3 separate regions of the Mus musculus genome follow, and regions 1 and 3 are each linked to region 2. Evidence: chromatin contacts called from public Hi-C and HiChIP or PLAC-seq data. All regions are on one chromosome and are shown on one strand. Each heading gives the region's core, a stretch centred on a gene start, on an enhancer-like site or on the middle of the called end of the contact. The rest is flanking DNA. Distances are from core to core; before and after follow the strand shown. Region 1 overlaps Lpcat2 (lysophosphatidylcholine acyltransferase 2). Region 2 holds the start of Mmp2 (matrix metallopeptidase 2). Region 3 has its middle 26 kb from the start of Slc6a2.

What was found. Hi-C and Micro-C count contacts between places; a contact is called where the count stands out from the background. HiChIP or PLAC-seq counts read pairs in DNA pulled down with a chosen protein or histone mark.
Region 1: an H3K27ac HiChIP or PLAC-seq map of microglia shows a contact between it and region 2, with 5 times the contacts expected there. The contact joins the enhancer-like site here to the promoter of Mmp2 in region 2. A contact is called at or near these places in 14 of 39 promoter capture datasets (the 3T3-L1 cell line, 3T3-L1-derived adipocytes, the HPC-7 cell line and 8 more), 6 of 484 Hi-C or Micro-C datasets (bone marrow-derived macrophages, embryonic fibroblasts, embryonic stem cells and 2 more), 3 of 115 datasets of contacts at active chromatin or transcription factors (the HPC-7 cell line, fibro-adipogenic progenitors and microglia) and 5 of 9 other capture datasets (adipose tissue, embryonic stem cells, liver and 2 more).
Region 3: a contact with region 2 is called in a Hi-C map of uterus, with 2.2 times the contacts expected there. The contact joins the enhancer-like site here to the promoter of Mmp2 in region 2. A contact is called at or near these places in 16 of 39 promoter capture datasets (the 3T3-L1 cell line, the HPC-7 cell line, HPC-7-derived erythroid cells and 10 more), 5 of 484 Hi-C or Micro-C datasets (embryonic fibroblasts, embryonic stem cells, trophoblast stem cells and 1 more), 1 of 115 datasets of contacts at active chromatin or transcription factors (the HPC-7 cell line) and 2 of 9 other capture datasets (liver and pancreatic islet).

What each region holds. Positions count from the first base shown.
Region 1 is chr8:92,909,635-92,912,957 of GRCm38.p6, reverse strand. The region is part of intron 12 of Lpcat2 (lysophosphatidylcholine acyltransferase 2); the gene reads right to left. Among named protein-coding and RNA genes, the nearest start is that of Capns2, 9.9 kb to the right of the region's middle. Within about 2 kb of position 1,292, at least 1 of the 459 cell types and tissues checked has an H3K27ac peak or open chromatin away from gene starts, as enhancers often do. A contact at or near this core is called in microglia, where this site is marked.
Region 2 is chr8:92,825,467-92,828,589 of GRCm38.p6, reverse strand. Mmp2 (matrix metallopeptidase 2) reads right to left here and starts at 1,293. Exons shown (of 13, transcript NM_008610.3): 1 at 813-1,293. The coding sequence starts at 965.
Region 3 is chr8:92,933,457-92,936,639 of GRCm38.p6, reverse strand. No RefSeq gene overlaps it. Among named protein-coding and RNA genes, the nearest start is that of Slc6a2, 26 kb to the left of the region's middle. Within about 2 kb of position 1,624, at least 3 of the 459 cell types and tissues checked have an H3K27ac peak or open chromatin away from gene starts, as enhancers often do. A contact at or near this core is called in uterus, where this site is marked.

The sequences.
Region 1 (3,323 bases), core at 43-2,542, 84 kb before region 2:
TGGGAATGCTGAGAAGAACAAAATGGCTGCTAGATTTGGTAATTAGGAATGAGATGCTTCCAAGAACCAAAGGGGAGGTGGTAACGAGAATCAGAAGACAGACCAGTGACAGCAATACAAGTGGTGTGGGCATCAAGGACAGCTTACAGAATGGAGGGCGGGAGGCAGTGAACCAAGGCAGGCATGAAAGGTGGTTGCTATATTTATAGGTAGAAAAAAAAAATCACTAGACTGGGGAGGTAAGAAGTCAGGCAGTATTAAAGGAGTAAAGACATGATGGATAACGAATAATCAAAATCCTTTCTGGGGTATTAAGAACTTTTCATTAGAACTCATTCTTTACAGGCACTGATCAATGGTATTCAGTTCCCTTTTCATGTATATTAATCCTTAATGCTCCCAATAGTGTTGGATCAATGGGTGCCACCATCAGCCCTCTCCTGGACATGTGGAAGCTGAGGCCCAATGAAGGGAGGTGGTTCTACCCCAGGCCATAGAGCCTGCAAGAGGCAGAGCTAGCATTCAAATGCTGGCAGTCAGTACTGAAAGTCCCAGAAGTTGAAATTCCTACTTTAGACAAAATATTAGATCAGAGACATAGAAAAATAATGGCACTGGGGAGACCTGATGATCAAGGAAGGAAGTATAAATGAAGACTCAAAGTTAGTGAGTGAAAAAAATACATCATTCAAAGTTGGGATTTGCCAGGCATGGTGGGGCACACCTTTAATCCAAGCACTTGGGAGGCAGAGGCAGGTGAATTTCTGAGTTTGAGGCCAGCCTGGTCTACAGAGTGAGTTCCAGGACAGCCATGGCTACACAGAGAAACCCTGTCTCGAAAACAAACAAACAAAAACCAAAACAAAACAAACCCAAAAAAACAAAACAAACAAACAAACAAAAAAAGTTGGAATTTGTTACCTCATGGATGGGAAAACAGGCTTCGGGCCCATTTCCTGTGTTAAGTTTTTAACTGGTGTGTGAGTGTGTGTGTAAGAGAGAGAGAGAGAGAAAAAGAGAAAGAGAGAGAAAGAGAGCGAGAGAGATAGAGAACTCTGTGTGCGTGTGTGTATGTGTGTGTGTGTGTTTGCATGTGTATGTGTCTGTGTGTGTGTAAAGTAGACCACAGGCTCCTTATGTATCTTGGACTTCAAACAGTAATGGTCAGGATTCAGTAGCACTGGCTCCCCACTGGCTCTAATTTTCCTCCAACCTTCCAGCCTTTAATGACTCTCCCCAGCCACCTAACACTCTAAAAGTCTTGGCACAGTTGCTGGTCTCACTTCCCTGTTTTATCTCTTCACAAGGTCCATCCTGGGCCTTCCTTCTGCTTTATTGATTCTTGGCCACAGCTACTCTAGACCCTTCTCCTCCTTGATTTCTCTCGCTTACTAAGAACTCCTAATCATCTCTGTTGGCTAATTCAGAGATCTCTGATGAATCCAAGTCTGGACGTTGGTAGAAAGCTAGACACTCCGTTTCCTCAGGGGAATGGTATTTCCCATTGTACAAAACACTATAGAACCCCTAATTAAATAGTCCTGTACCTCCTACTAAGCCTGTGGCCCCAAACCTTTTAGACTACCCTGGGTGTGAATTATGAACTACTCACTCACTTTGACTGTAGGACTTAAGAAAGGGTATTGGGCATTCCTATAGTCAGGACCTCTGGGCTGGGCTGGGCTGGGCTGGGCTGGTCGAACACATTCTCCTTGGCTTCTTCCCTGGCCTCATAACTATTAATAATTTTGTCAATCAGCCAGAATTCATCCCACTGCTTGCGACTATAACCCTCTACTACTCTACCTGTATAGTTTGACGTAAAGGGGAAATAAAAGATAGGAAGGTAGCTGTCATGTGTGCCCCACAGAAAAGGATGTGGCAGTGTTCTATATACTATCAAAGTGTATTACCAACTGAAAAGGAAAAAAGTTAAAATATCCACAAAACCTATAACATATTCAAAAGTCAGTTTAAAATAACCAGTGTGAACTGGGCCTAGTAGTCTGAACCTGTAATCCCAACACTCAAGGGACTGAGATAGAAGCACTCCAAGTTTGAGCCAGCCTGGGTTACAGAGTGAGCCCTTGACTCAGTTAAAAATATAGATAAATAAATAAATAGATAGATAGATAAAAATCAATGTACAGCACAACTCTTGCCATAGGGGGAAAATGAGCTAATTTTAGATGTAAATCTTCCTTTCTTCCCTCTTCCATCTTCAAACCAAGGTCTAGGCTGGTCAAGATTTTCATGACTTCTTTAAAAACAGTAATTATAGTGATTAAGGTCCGACTTTCCTATTGGGTCTTTCATTGGCAAACCAAGGGTGACTATTTGCTTGGCTAAACATGTAATTACACATATGATCCTAAAACAGAAACAGAGATGTCTGGATTGGAACAAGTTAGCTCTCTGTGTCCTTTAAGGCTTTTTGATAAGTAAGTCTAAAAGCTGAAGGTTTTGGGAATTTGAAAAAGTGTCTAGCCCCTGCATCATGCCCATTTGCTGGGCTCCGAGCATCAGGATTCTTTTTGTCCTGGTCTCTCAGTTTAAAAGAATCTGCAATAGAAAGTGCCCACCGGGAATCCTTCAACAATGATAGCATCCCTAGATTCCCAAAGGGCCATCTCTGCTTCTTAAAACATGGAAGAGGAGTCTTGATCACAGAGCCTTTCTAGACAAGAGAGACAGAGGAAGGCTTGTCGGAGCCACAGTGTGATCTCTGTCTTAGAGAAAGCCAGGGAGAGAGAAGAGGACGAGATGGAAGAGAAGGTCAGGACCATTTCCACCATGGACCCAATCAATGCTTTATTAAAGTCCTAGTCCCTACCTCTCTGAAGGGTTCTCATCAAAGCCATTCTGAACTTAAGAGTCCACACTAAGTGTCAGTGGGTCACTTGACATGGCTTTCATGCTGCATGGATTTGCTGTACAATCAATGAACCCATTCAGGCAAGACCAGTTGGGAGATGACCCCACAGACTTAGTACTCAAAGGCAAGGCCACAATGAAATGCTAGCAGGTGAAGCATCTCTACTCTCAAAAACCCATGCACTTTGGCATAGAGTGTATATGGGGGCATGTGCAGTCTGCATCTTCACAATACACATTTTCCTCAAGCTCTGCTGGGCATGAGATATATTTTTTTCTCTCTTAATTTAGATCCCTGCACCACACTGAAAATATATTGAATACTACAGTAAGATCGGCAGGATAGAAACTTGGGACATGTATGATGATGCTAGTCTGACACCACACAAAATAAACTCCAGCACCAAAATGCCACTTAAACCATCTGGCAGATGCAAAAATCAGGACAG
Region 2 (3,123 bases), core at 44-2,543:
CCGCCCCACGCGCCCTGGCCTTCTGCTCCTGCTCCTCAGGCCTGCCAGCCAGGCGCGTTGTTTCCTTGTGTCCTCTGATCCCAGGGAAAAGTTCAAAGAAACTCTCCTTGGACCCTCCTGGACAACTTCTGCATTAAAACAAGACATCCCTCAAAATGCACAGTCTGCTTCCCTCCAGCCTCAAATTACTTGCCAAATGGTCCCTTCCAGCATCTCACCAAAGGCCTGTCTCTAGATGTGTGCCAAAGTTTCCCAGAAGTTTGCCAAGCCTTGCTTTGGCTATCCTTTTGTGGCCAAAGGCTTATACAAATTATATGCGAAAGCACACACCCCATTTTCAAGAGATTCCCCCTTAAACTGATTGCCCTAAAGGCCTGACAAGATGCTTGCCAAAGGTTCTGTTGCCAGCTCTCCTGTTGGGTCCAAAAGACATTTATAAAGCCCTCCTAGAACCAAATCCCTTAGGTAAGTAGTCAAAGTCCCTATTATTCACAAAAGCAACCCTTTCCAGATGTTTCCCAGGGCAATCATCTCCCTCCTTTGCTTCTTCCTGGTCCCTTGGACGTACCCTGAACTCCCCCAACTTACTTATCAGTGGCCTCTTCTTACCAAAGCCTCCTCCCCCCCACCCCCACCCCCACCCCCGTTGTTTACAAAAGCCAACCTCTCCATCAACTGGCCAAGAAAGAGACCCTCAAAGATGTTTACCAAAGTTCCTCCCAAGGCTGTGTGCCAGTAGAGGGGGTCAGAAGAGGGAGGGTGGCCTGCGTCTTCTATTTCCTAAATTTGTCTAAGCCAGCATAGCAACTTACCACTGCCAACTCTTTGTCTGTTTTAGGGGCGACATCGCCGGGGAACTTGATGATGGGCGATGGTGCAGCGATGGCGCGGCCCAACAGGCAGCACAGGACGCAGAGAACCCGCAGAGGTCCGGCCAGCGCTCCCCAGGCCACTCGTGCCTCCATCGTTGCGCTCCCGGGCTCCGCGTGTCACCCTGAGGTCTCTGGCTGTGCCCTGGGGTCCGCCCGGCTGGCGCCTGCCCTGCACGGCGATCCCCTTACTCTACTGCCTCTGCTTCTCGGGGCTCAGGAGCTCATAACGGGGTCCCACGTCCCAATACACACCACTGCCGCGGGTGCTTGCAGGTCCTGGCAATCCCTTTGTATATCTAAACTCCTGGATGCACACAGAGCCTCCAGCCACCAGGGAAGTCTGGATGCAGCGGAAACAAGGGCGGGCAGACGCCAGATGTGGCCGGCTGGGCTGGAAGAGTGCTGGCAGCACCGGGTGGAGAGGGGAGGGTGGGGAAGTGAGGTCCGACCCGCCCCTCTCCTCCCCACCCCCTTTCTCAGCTTCTTCCCACCTCTTCTTCCATTCCCCATCCCCCTTCTGCCTCCAGCTACCCTGGCCCTTCTTGCTCCCTAACTGGGGGCTACCACTCCACATCTGCACCTAGGTCCTCTTTCTCTAAACAACTGGTGCGAGTCCTGAAGACTCTTATTTAAAGATTGGATCAGGGCCTTGCCTTTGGAGGGATACTGGAATCAGGACGCTGAGCTCCTGGGCACAGGAGTCCAAAAAGTGAAAGTTAGAAACAAGAGGGTCCCAACCTTTCATGATGGTCCAAAGCAGAAATGTTAGATAATCAGCCATAGAGCCACTCAAGGAAATGAATAGAAGTAGAAAGAGCCAGATAGAAATTAATAGAATCTAACCAGCCTTCCTTCTCCAAACTACACGTTTACTTGGTTTCACTGGTGGTCCTCAATAGAACACAATACAGTGATGCACACAGCACTCCAACTTGAGAAATGTTCCCTCTCTTAGGAAAGACAACTGAGTCTGACCTTACTTACTCCCCCCCCCACACACACACACAACTAATAAGAACATTCTAGAAAAGCTTCTTGGACGATGTGACTTCTGAGTTGTTCCTGGAAGAGCACCTTGGGGTACCTGGTGGGAGCAGAACACACATTTCCAGCAAGCTCTATCAAAGGAGATTCCCCCTGTCTTAAAAGTAAGGTTATCCTGCCCCAGGGGCCAGCAAGGATAATCTGGAAAGGAGGTGGGATTAGGATCTAATTAAGAAGCCAGGGCATGTGCTGAGATAGCCAGCATCACCTGCCTGAACAGAGTTGGAGATCCTGGGAGTAGAGTATGTCCTCTATCCCTTGGCTTGAAAAAGCTTAGTGGCTTGGATCTAGTGGTCTTCTGACAAGTTCAGACTTGCCCAGCAGGCTGTAGAGTGGGTTAGCCAGGGTCAGCTGCAAGGAGTCTTTTGGGACCAGAATCTGTAGGAGGGAGCTGGGCCATCTGAGGGGACAGCTCTGGCTTTGGGGAGTAGGGGGTAGAAAGGACCTCTGGGGAGGGGCGATTGTCCTCTGGCTCAGCCCCATTTGGCTCCTGGCCACCCAGTCTTGTGGATAGTCAGAGAGCCAAGCTGGAGAGCGAGTGGTGAAAGCGGAAAAAGTTGTTTCACTTAAGCAGGGGTTGAAAACTCGTGGCTTGTGGGCTGAATAGCATTTTGAAATTTGGGAAGCCTTATGTAAAAATCAGACATTCTGGTTTTGTTTAAAAGTTCCCTAGACCTGGCAACCACGGGTGCCAGTTTCCATATGGCAGCCACTAGCTGAGGCTAGGTCGTCCTCTTCAGACAAGACTTTGTTATTCTCTACCACCTGGTCAGGGATTCACGGTTGTCACCTTTGCCCACATGTCTCCTACTACGTTACGGAGCTAGCCACCTTGAAGGACATCAGGGCTAGACCCCTCTCTCCTACACCACAGCTGTAGAAACAAGGACCTGAGCTGGGGGATGCTATTGGCGAGAGGAATGTGATCTGAATCCTATCCCAGAAGGAGACATCAAGTACCAGAACTGCCTGGTAGTTATTAGTTGATAACTAACTGAACCTAATTCCAGGAACCCCAAACCTTGTGCAATTCTTATCCGTGAAGAACACTTCATGTACCATTGCCTTACCCAGAAAATCAACCCAAATGGGCCTGCCAATCATCTGGGGAAATCTGTCTATTCTAGCGCCTTTAGGAACAGTATAGTGTCTACCTACAAATGCATTGGCACACTGTGCCTCTAGTCCTTATGTACTCTCGTCCCTG
Region 3 (3,183 bases), core at 375-2,874, 110 kb before region 2:
TCCCAACATAGTAACAGTTTCATGATAGTTTTATAGTCATATGACAAAGAAATTTCCAACTCAAGGACCTTCCAAGAGTATCTTGGTGCAGCTATAAGATAGGTTGTGCACAGTGAAGCAGAGAAATCTTATCCAGGTCCCAGTTATTACTTGGTGATGTTCTTAGCTGGCAGCTCAATTTCACTAAGAAATCACAGCTAGATCATCACTAAACACATTAGGTCAAATACAGAATTTGGCAAGGAATGCCTTTTAAGGGACTTAAAGATATCCAAGACAGGTTGGCTCCTGAGACACAGGATTCCAGATTTCCACAGCCATGGACATTGTCATCCATCATCCACCCCGGGAGAATCTTTCTCACAGGTGTGGCTCCGTGTACAGAATTTCAGTTCACAAGCTGAAGTCTAAGCAACAGATGCATTTACAGTTTGCAGCATGTCTTACATTTATTTGTTTGTTTGTTTGTTTGTTTGTTTTGAGAGCGAGTGTGCACATGCATACACAGGGTACCATGTCCTTGTGGAGGTGAGAGGACAATTTACAGCAGTCAATTCTCACCTTCCACCATGTGGCCTCCGGGGATAGAACTCAAGTCGTCAGGCTCAGCTGCAAGCCCCCTTTGCCCACCCACCTTGTTGGGCCCCAGAAAATACTTTCAAAGAAATATTTTTAGTGCCCCTGCAGTCTCACCATGACCTGCTCGTGAGTTCAAGTGTCAACTTCTCCACTCAGGTTATCATGGACATGCTCAGGAAGGTTTTCCAATTTCCAGGTCAGGGATGGATGCCTGAGGTGTATTCATTTGAAAATGTGTCCTGTGAAGATCAAGACTGTTTGTCCTGTTCACTACTGTGTCCCGGGCATCTACTCTGGCAGTACTCAGTGTGCCTGACAAATATTTGTTAAAGGAAGTAGAAACCCGTCTTCCTGCTCATGGATACTCCCTCAGTCTCTAGCTTGCATTCTTTTAACCTGAACTGCTATGACAATTTTGTCTCTGTTTTAGACTTCATCCGTGATGTGGTAAGTTCCCTGCATCAAACATGGCTTTTCCTGGGCTCTCCTTTGCGGTTTGTATCCTCCACTCTGCAAACACACATACACTCTACAGCTACCTTTCCTAGTCTGTGCTTATCAGCTCTGTCCCTAAACCCACAAGCACCCGCCTACCACAGGCGAGTTTCTCTGTGATTGCTTGGAATTTATGAGCTATTGAAGGAGACCTTCGTGGTTAGCCCATGAAGTCAACCTATAAATTTAATTGTGTCTTCTCCGTTTTCCTTGTCTTTATTGAGTGTATTCCAACGATGTTTTCAGAATTTCCTCCACAAAGTTCTTGTGAATTTATTTTAGATTATTCCTCCATACCCTTCTTTTAAAGCATTTCATTTAACAGTCGGGTAAGTGATAGCTCATTGAAGCACAGATGATGTGTATCAGTCTTGTTTTATTTTGTTCTGTTTTTGAAACAAGAGTCTTAATCCCTCTGTCCCCGGTTGACCTTGAACTCACAAACTTGTGATGATCCTCCTGCTTTTAGCGGTGCCTGGGTAATAGTCATGAGCATGCCTGGCTCGGCACAGTGCTCTTGTTAACTGCACTAATCAATCTGTGCACTGTTAAATTTTATGTGTTTTATTTTCCTTTTCCTGTGTCTGGCTTTTCTTATCTCCATGTGCTCCATACAACTTCCATTCCAGTGGTGACAGGAATCCTGTGAATCAGGAGAGTCGATTCTTATCTCCTTGGTTTTGGAGGAATGCCTTCACAAGTGTGTATTTTCTTGAGGTTTCTGGTACATAATCAAGTGAAGGAAGTTCCTCTCTCTTCTGAGACAGTTATTGTAGGGAAGGGAAGAATTCTGTGAATGCCTTGTTTAATCTACTGTGATTGCTATGCCTTGGATAAGTATCCGAAGCCCAATGTGTTAAAGCTTTGTCCCTGATCCATGAAGCTATTGGGAAGTAGCAGATTTAACAGGCGAGGTCCAGAAGACAGACATTGGATCAGTACAAGCATGCTCTGGAGAGAAGTGCTGGGACCTTACCCTCTTCCTCCTTCGTACTTCTTGTCTGCCATGAGTTAGCTTTCTCCAATGTGGGCCACCCTTCACCATGATCTTACTGCCTTGTCACAGACTGAAAAGGGACTGGGATTGCCAGTTTCTGGAACCTTCAAAACTGTGAACCAAATTAGCCTTTCCTCTTTTAAAGTTCATTTTCATGATATTTGTTATAGTAATGAAAAGCTGAGTACACAGGTTCTATACTATGATGTGTACTTCCTGAAGAACATAGGCAGACCATTGGTCTTCTAAATGTTCCTTTCCTATTTTTGAACCCATGAATATGCTACCTTGCATGGTAAAACCATCTAAGGCTGCAGATAAAATTCAAGTTACTAATCAAATTGTCCTGGATTTCCTTGGTGAACTCAGGAAAGCAGAAATGCAGGCCCATGGGTTAGACCAAAATGAAGGGGAAACAACTTGGTTATCCTTGCAGTCTTCAAAGACAGAAGAGAGAGCCATGAGGTATGGAATGTGGTGGCCTCTCAAAGGTGCCACAGGCAAAGAAATCTGTTCTCTTCGGAGTCCACAGGAGGAAGAAGCATAGCCTGTCAGTACTCCTGTTTTAGCCCAGGGAAACCCAAACAATGTCCACACAATGAGATGAAGCAGTACTAGATGCCATAGGAAACTAAAACAATCTTAACTCAATTACGCAAATTAATTCTCTCTTCTTTAATGCTCACCCCTCCATAGAGTCCTGGGATGACACCACAAATTAATACCCTTTATACATTTCAATAAAATTTGATAATGTAGTCATAAATAAAGTACAATACTCACGGAACAATTTCCTTGCTGGATTTTGATATCAAAATCCATTACTTTCCCACTCTGCCTGAGCATACACAACTCTGAAATGACCTATTGCTTCAGCATTTAAAGGTTCAACATCACATACAGATAGATTGGGGGTTCATTAGAGAGCTATTTCTAGATCACTAAATTTCCATAATTGTAGAATTACATAGGGTTTCTCTTTTTTCTTTTCTTTTAATTAATTTTTTTAAAATTTATGTGTGTGGGTGTTTTGTTTGCATGTTAGGCCTATGTACAACCTACATGTAGTGTTCGTGGAGGGCGGAGACCACATTGGATGCCCTGGAACTGGA